Regions from separate parts of the Sus scrofa genome. Here region 1 is linked to region 2. Evidence: chromatin contacts called from public Hi-C data. All regions are on one chromosome and are shown on one strand. Each heading gives the region's core, a stretch centred on a gene start, on an enhancer-like site or on the middle of the called end of the contact. The rest is flanking DNA. Distances are from core to core; before and after follow the strand shown. Region 1 holds the start of PLEKHG2 (pleckstrin homology domain-containing family G member 2). Region 2 holds the start of GGN (gametogenetin).

The links. A called contact is a pair of places that touch in the nucleus more often than the background predicts.
Region 1: a contact with region 2 is called in a Hi-C map of liver, with 6 times the contacts expected there. The contact joins the promoter of PLEKHG2 here to the promoter of GGN in region 2. A contact is called at or near these places in 1 of 47 Hi-C or Micro-C datasets (liver) and 1 of 2 datasets of contacts at active chromatin or transcription factors (alveolar macrophages).

What each region holds. Positions count from the first base shown.
Region 1 is chr6:48,067,935-48,071,227 of Sscrofa11.1, reverse strand. PLEKHG2 (pleckstrin homology domain-containing family G member 2) reads right to left here and starts at 1,696. Exons shown (of 21, transcript XM_021094371.1): 1 at 847-1,696; 2 at 62-177. The coding sequence starts at 164. TRNAI-UAU (a tRNA gene) reads left to right here and starts at 2,041; the gene lies at 2,041-2,133.
Region 2 is chr6:47,300,198-47,303,464 of Sscrofa11.1, reverse strand. It overlaps GGN (gametogenetin), which reads left to right and starts at 1,889. Exons shown (of 3, transcript XM_005664585.3): 1 at 1,889-2,142; 2 at 2,906-3,267. The coding sequence starts at 2,925. SPRED3 (sprouty-related, EVH1 domain-containing protein 3) reads right to left here and starts at 1,254. Exons shown (of 6, transcript XM_021094342.1): 1 at 1,102-1,254.

The DNA of each region.
Region 1 (3,293 bases), core at 447-2,946, 770 kb before region 2:
AGAGGGCTCCACAGGGCCTGGAATGAAAGAAGGGAGGTCCACCCCTCCCTCGACGGCTCACCTGTCCGAGTCTCACACACGGCTGCACAGTCACACTCTTCACCTCTGCGGCCGAGGCGAGGGCTGGGTTTGGACAAGCCCAGTCCACGGGCTCCCTCAGGCATGGCTGAGCGGCTTCTGCAGAAAAACCCCTTTCTTGCCTATCGGGACCCCATAGGCCTCCCTGCCCCCCCTCGGAGGAGCGGTGAGAATTAGGAGTGTGGGCTAAGACCAGGGAGGGGGCCCTGGGAGAAGCTAGTGGGGGAGACAGAGACAAAGTGACAAAAAGAGGGAACAAGGAGAGCTACCACTGAGAAAAAGATGGAAAGGGTGAGACAAAGAAGACCTAACGAGTCGCCCAAGCTATGAGTCTGGTGTGTCTGGGGCCAGGGGCTCAAGGATCCTGGGAACGTTAGGGCTCCGGCTTCAGCCGAGGGCGAGGGGCAGGGCTGGGAAAAAGCCGTGGGCGGGAGGCCGCGGGGTCCCAGGGGAGGGCGGAGCAGGCTGGGGAACCGGATGCCAGGGTCCTGCAGACGGCTCCCTCCCCCGCCGAGGGCTGCGAGTTGGGGCGGGCTGCGAGTTGGGGCGGTTGGCCCCGAGTCCTCGACCCCCTCTGGCCGGTCCCTGCGCGATCCGCTCACTGTCTCCACCGCCGCAGCTCCCCCGCAGCGCCTCCCTACACCCCTCTAGCCCCCAACTCCCGCTGGCGCCTCCGCTCGCCCCCCGCCGGCACGCCCCCTCATTGTTCAGCGGCAGCGGCGCCGCCCCCTCCCCCAGCCCGTCGGGGCCCCTCGCCTTCCCCCTCACCTCCCGGGGAGTCTCCAGCCCCAGAGCAAGGCAGCCCGGTTGCTATTCGACCCTCGCACGGTCTCCGAGGAGGAGCAGAACCGGGGCTCCCGCGTCTCAGCAAGTCCGAGGTGTGAACTTCGTGCTCTCAGGTTCCGAGAACAAACTCCGGGATCTCTCCGAAAATGGGGTGTAGTGGTCCGAATTTCTTTGGTCCTCTAAGCAGAAGATGCTGGGAGCCTCGACTCTTGAATCTCAAATTGTAGTGCTGGGAACCCAAATTCCTGAGCCTTCTAGATGGGTTCGTGGGTTGGGGGGGAGTCCGTATTCCTGAGTTCCCCTAACTCTAAGAGCAGGAATTAAACCATCTCTAGGCAGGAGTGCAGGGAACCCCAAATTCCAGGGTCCCTTTCCCTTGAAGTAGTGGGCGCTTCAGCTCTAAACAGGCTGGGTAGGACACTAGGAGTCCGTATCCCAAGTTCCTCCAACCCGGGGAGTCTTGGACTTAGCTTTCTGGGAAACTCTAGAGGGAAACTCCGGTCTGGGATCCTAAGTTCTTCGAAACTGAGTGCAGGAAGCTGGGCCTACAGGGTCGCGCGGGGCTGAAGGGGACTCCTGGCTTCTCCAGGAGGGGGCGCTGGGCACCTGGATGTCTGGGGTCCTCAAGCTTGGACGCTGGGTGGGGCCTGGGCTTCGGGGGTCTCTCGGGATGCGGTGCAGAGTTTCGGGCTGTTGGAGTCTGCGACTCTGGACCCCTCAGGCTCCAGGATGGGTGGCACGGGTCTCGGACGGTGGCGGCGCCACATCTAGGGCTGGATAGTCCGGTCTCAGCTGTGGGGCAGGGGGCGGTCGCCCGAGGCCTCCCCTCCCCCCAGCCGCCCGGGCTCATATCCTGTTCCCGCCCGCAGGGGGAGGGGCCGCCTTCCGGCTGGCCAGCCAGCTAAGGGTTAAGACCCTTCCTCCCCAGGCTCTGAATATTCATAAGAAGGCGAGTCCCAGGCAGGCTACACCCCCACATTCCAAACGCCTTTCAGACTTTTCCCTTTTACAGCAAGAGCCTTTGAGGCGTGAGAATCCGGAACTGGTAACGCGCTTTCTCCTATTGGCCAACCCAAAGGTTCCTATTTGTATATGCAAAGATGAGGCGGAGCTAGCCAGTGAGGTCACGTGGTCAAGAACGACTGAAGGACCCCGGGACGCGAGGGTGCGGCCGAAGCTCCAGTGGCGCAATCGGTTAGCGCGCGGTACTTATATAGCAGTGCAAGCGGAGCAATGCCGAGGTTGTGAGTTCGATCCTCACCTGGAGCAACTTTTCTTCATATCAGTATTTTAGAGATTTATATGTCTTATTGATCGAGCCGAACACCTACATCACTTAGAGGAATGAACGTTTCGATCTTTGCAATTTTCAAACTGGAAAGACTCCTGGGACTCTGACGATGGTCGCTAAGGGAGTGTTTTGTATTGTGGGAGGTGCCGTTCTCTTCATCGTCACCAGGGGGTGGCATCGCCTCTTAGATGCCTGGGTCTGCAAATCTCAGTTCAAGACTTCTGCACATGCCAGACTTTTGTGTCCTCTGCAAACTCTGTATGTGACACTCTCTCCTCCATCTGTCTCTGTCTTGAATTTCTTCCCTCCAGTTTTGTCGAGATATAATCGCCGCATATCATTGTATTAGTCCAAGGTGTACAAAATAACAACCTGAGATAGTGTATAAAGTATGAAATAATTACCAGAACCGTTAACATCAATTACCTCACATAGGTACTATTTTGTATATGTGTATCTTGGAGTTTTCTCTGTCCCTCCTCATTTCGAATCGATTTATTATTTTTACTTTAACAAATTCTGAAATTTGTGACCCTTGTATGTCTGGTCTCTGTTTAGAGTTTAGGTGTGAGTGATAAGAGCAGTGAACAAGACAAAGTCAAAGTCTCTGCCCCAGTATTTGACTTTCTAGTGGGGGAGGCAGATTGCTATAAAGATCTAAGTCCATTTTATATGTTAAGTGGTTATAAACAACAAACGTAATGGAAAAAGTAGAGCAACATAGGAAGGATGCGGGTTGCAACAATAGCAGTCAGGGACCATCTCACTAAGGACACATTTGGGCAGAGACCTGAAGGAGGGGAGTGAGCTATTGGGACACCTGGGGAGTAGTCCAGGCAGAGGAACAGCCTGTGCAAAGGCCCAGTGGCTGAAGCGTGTCAGACGTATCGGTAGAAGCTAGCAAAAGGGACCAAAGATGAGAGCCAGACTGGGTAAGCCGGTGAGGACTTAGGACGTTGGCTTTTATTCCATTTGACTCAAGTGTCATGACAGGTTTCCTCTGGCTGTCTAGAGGGGGAGTGTTGAAAAGTCAGGGCAGGGACCAGAGCCAGGAGACAAGGAAGGGGTTCAGGTGGGAGATGATGTTGGATAGGATCAGGGAAGGGACCAGAGGAGGCAGGAGGGTACATTGTTACAG
Region 2 (3,267 bases), core at 640-3,139:
GCATATGTATTTTCTTAGAGCCCATCAACTCAGCCCCAGTCCCCCCTACACTGCCTCCGCACCCTGCCGCCCAGGCCACTGGCTGGGTGAGAAACCCAGGCTCTCTTCCCCCCACCCCTTCCCGGATTTATGAATGAGACCGGATGCAAAGCTCATTGAGTCACCCGGCAACGGGAGATGGGCAGAGAGCAGGGAGAGAACCAGAAATGGCCAGAGACAGGCCGAAAGGGAGATGGAGGCAGAAGAAGCCAGGAACGGGCGACCGAGACACATCCAGAGAGCATTTCATTCACAAAATCAAGGTTGCTCCCTCAGGCCCCTGCCGAGGAAAGGCAAGGGGGAGAGATTGCGGGCGGGCAGGCGGGCGGGGAGGGGGGAATTGATCCCTCCTCTTCCCTCTCCCGGCCCCAGCATCCTTCAGAACCATCTTACCCCGCCCCCCAGCCCCCCTCCCCCCTGTTCAGGGACCATAGCCCTCCGCCCAGCAATCAGGATCAGCCTCCAACCCCTCACTACCACCTAGCGCAGGGACCTTGGTGCCCCAGCCTCAAGCACCCAAGCCACGAGCTCTAGCCCCTTCCCCCACCAGCAGGCTGTCGGGTTTCCCCAGCCTTTCGGGAGGGGAAGGGGCCGCCGCAGCGCCCCCAGCCCCCTTTTCTCAATGGGATGGGATTTTGTGAATGAGCAGTCACGTGACGCTGCTTCCTTTGTCCGCCCGCCTCCCCCGACAACAGGTGAAGCAGAGAAAGAGGGCAGGGGTCCCCCCCCAGGGCCTACTGGGATGGGATGCCGGGATTTCTGGGTGCCCTACGCTCCCTATGATCTGTTTCCTGGGGGGAGTGGTCCCCAGATTTCCTCAATGGTGGGGGTCCAGTACGGAAATTATGAATGGGGTGTCCTCGTAGGAAGTCCAGGCCCCCCCAAATGGAGACTGGTACCCCAAATGGCTGCCGCGCAGTTTAGGAGCCCCCACCCCCTTGTCCTTCCAGCCAGGGTCTGGGGGCGTCCCGGTGGACAGGAGGCGCTGCGCGGTCCCGGCTGCCCCCTCACCGTGACAGGCCGTCTGTCAGCCCCCGCCCCCTCGCCCCCCTCGGCACCTGCCTGGAAGGCTCCGGCCGGGCTCCGAGCGGTGGCGACGTGGCCTCCTCCTCCTCCTCCTCTTCGCTCCAGCTCCCTCGCTGGCTCCGGCGGCGCTAGAGACGGGCACCGGGAGCCGGGGCGAGGGGGGAGGGAGGGGAAACCTGGTAGATGGGGGGGGAGGGGGCGGCTTGGGGGGAGGGGTAAGCGCGAGGCAGGCGCACTTGCCCGCTGGGTCCTAGAGCCCGGCCCTGGCTCCAGCGAACAGCCCCCCAGCCCCCATTTTCTTAGGATCCAGAAAGGATCCCCTCCTTTCCCACCCATCTGTGCCATTGGTCCCTGAGGATGTAGGGAGGGAGTCTAGGACAGAGCTTGCTCTGGATGTTCTAAAGAGGCAAGGTCTATGTTTTGGGTTCTAAATGGGAGTGGCGGGGTGCCTGGCGGGGTTCGAAAAGGGGTGGGGCGAGAAGGGAGCATCGCTAGGGGGCGGGGTCGGAGGGCCTGGAAAAGGAGAGTGAAGACGCGGGAGGCGCGGACGAGCGCGTGCGTCATAGAAGGGGCGGATCCACAGAGGAAGGGCCTTCTGGGCGAGCCAGAGGAAAGAGGGTCTTGGGAGGAGAGGTTGTCCTTGTAGGACGGAGCTTACAAGTAAACTGCCTTTAGGGGCCGGACGACGGAGAGTTCCAAAAGGGAGGAGCTACGCAGCTGTGTTCATAATGGGCGGAGCTTCAGGAGAGAAACTAACGGAGAGGGCGGGGCATTGTGAAGGGGCGGGGCTTAAAAGAACGTTCTACAGGGGTGGGGCCTAGGACTGCAAGGCCTGGGGGCGGGGAAGAAGACACTGGAGTATTTCAAAGGGAGATCCAGGTTCCTAAGGGGCAGTGCTCAAGCTGGCACACGGGGCGGGGGGCTCGAGCCTATGGGCGGGGCCTAGGTCTCGGGGTCCGCTCTTGCTGCCTCGCCCGCTTGCCCCGTTCTTTTCGGTTACTTTCTGCTGCGGCCGTTCCCCTCCCTCCCCTGGGCCCAGGGGGCCGCGGTCCGAACTTCGGTCGGCTGGTGGAGTCGGTGAGTGGGATCCTCTGAGAGGAGGAGCGAGGGCGGAGCTTGGGGGAAGGGGTGGAGCCTGAGTATGAGGTCTGCCGCTAGACCTGGAGCAGGAAAAGAAATTTAGCAGTGAAGCCTGGGAAGAGGGCGGGAACCAAATAATCAATTGAGAGGGAGTTGAGGGTTAGAGGTGAGGACTGAGGGGTTAGCACGACAAAAATATCTGGATTTGTTAAGCGGAGGCGGGGCCAGACCTGGGGAGGGTTGGGGGGTCTGGTTGAGAAGGCCCGATTCCCTGACAATCGGGGGCGGGACCAGAGGGAGGAGGCGGGGCCTGGGCCAAAGAAACCTTGTTGAGAGTTCAGGGAGAGAAGCTGGTACTCCTTGGTCTTACAAGCTACAGAGTACAATCACCACGCGTGTTGTGGCCTGAGTAACTGGCAAGGAAGGCGGGCAAGGCCTATGTCTTGGAGTCTAGAGACCTCGGATGTGGTCAAAGCGAAGGGATGTGATCTGAGGGTCCAGATAGGAAGACAGGTACTGAACCTTAGTACACTAAGAGAATGGGGACTCTGTACCTGAACAGCAGCTGTATGGGTCCACGGGGAAGAAGATGTGAACGTCAAGAGCAGAGAAATAGGAATGCGGCTAGAGACTAGTTCCCGAGTGGATATCGGAGGACAAGGGCAGGGCGGGTGAGGATAGATAGGACCAAGTACAACTCTGCCTCGTGGGTTTCCCCCAGCCCTGATAGATTGACTGGCTGACGTTTTTCTGACCACAGTCCCTGACCTCCGTCAGAAATGGGGAACGTGCAGTCGGAGCCGTCCGCTGGCGGGGGCTCCCGAAAAGAGCAGGCCTCGGGCCGGTCCTCCGACTCCCGCCGGACATCCTTGATGGAGCCCGAGGTGACCCCCTCTTCCCCAGCCATGCGCCTGGCTCGAGGGCTGGGTGTCTGGTTCCCTGGCAGCTCTCCGCCCCCAGGACTCCTGGTACCCCCGGAGCCCCAGGCCTCACCCTCACCCCTGCCCCTGACCTTAGAACTGCCCTCGCCAGTGACGCCTCCTTCAGAGGAGGCGGCTGCGGCCACGGTCTCTACGCCACCCCCGCCCCCCGTGGGGACCCTGCTGCCCGCGCCGTCTAAGT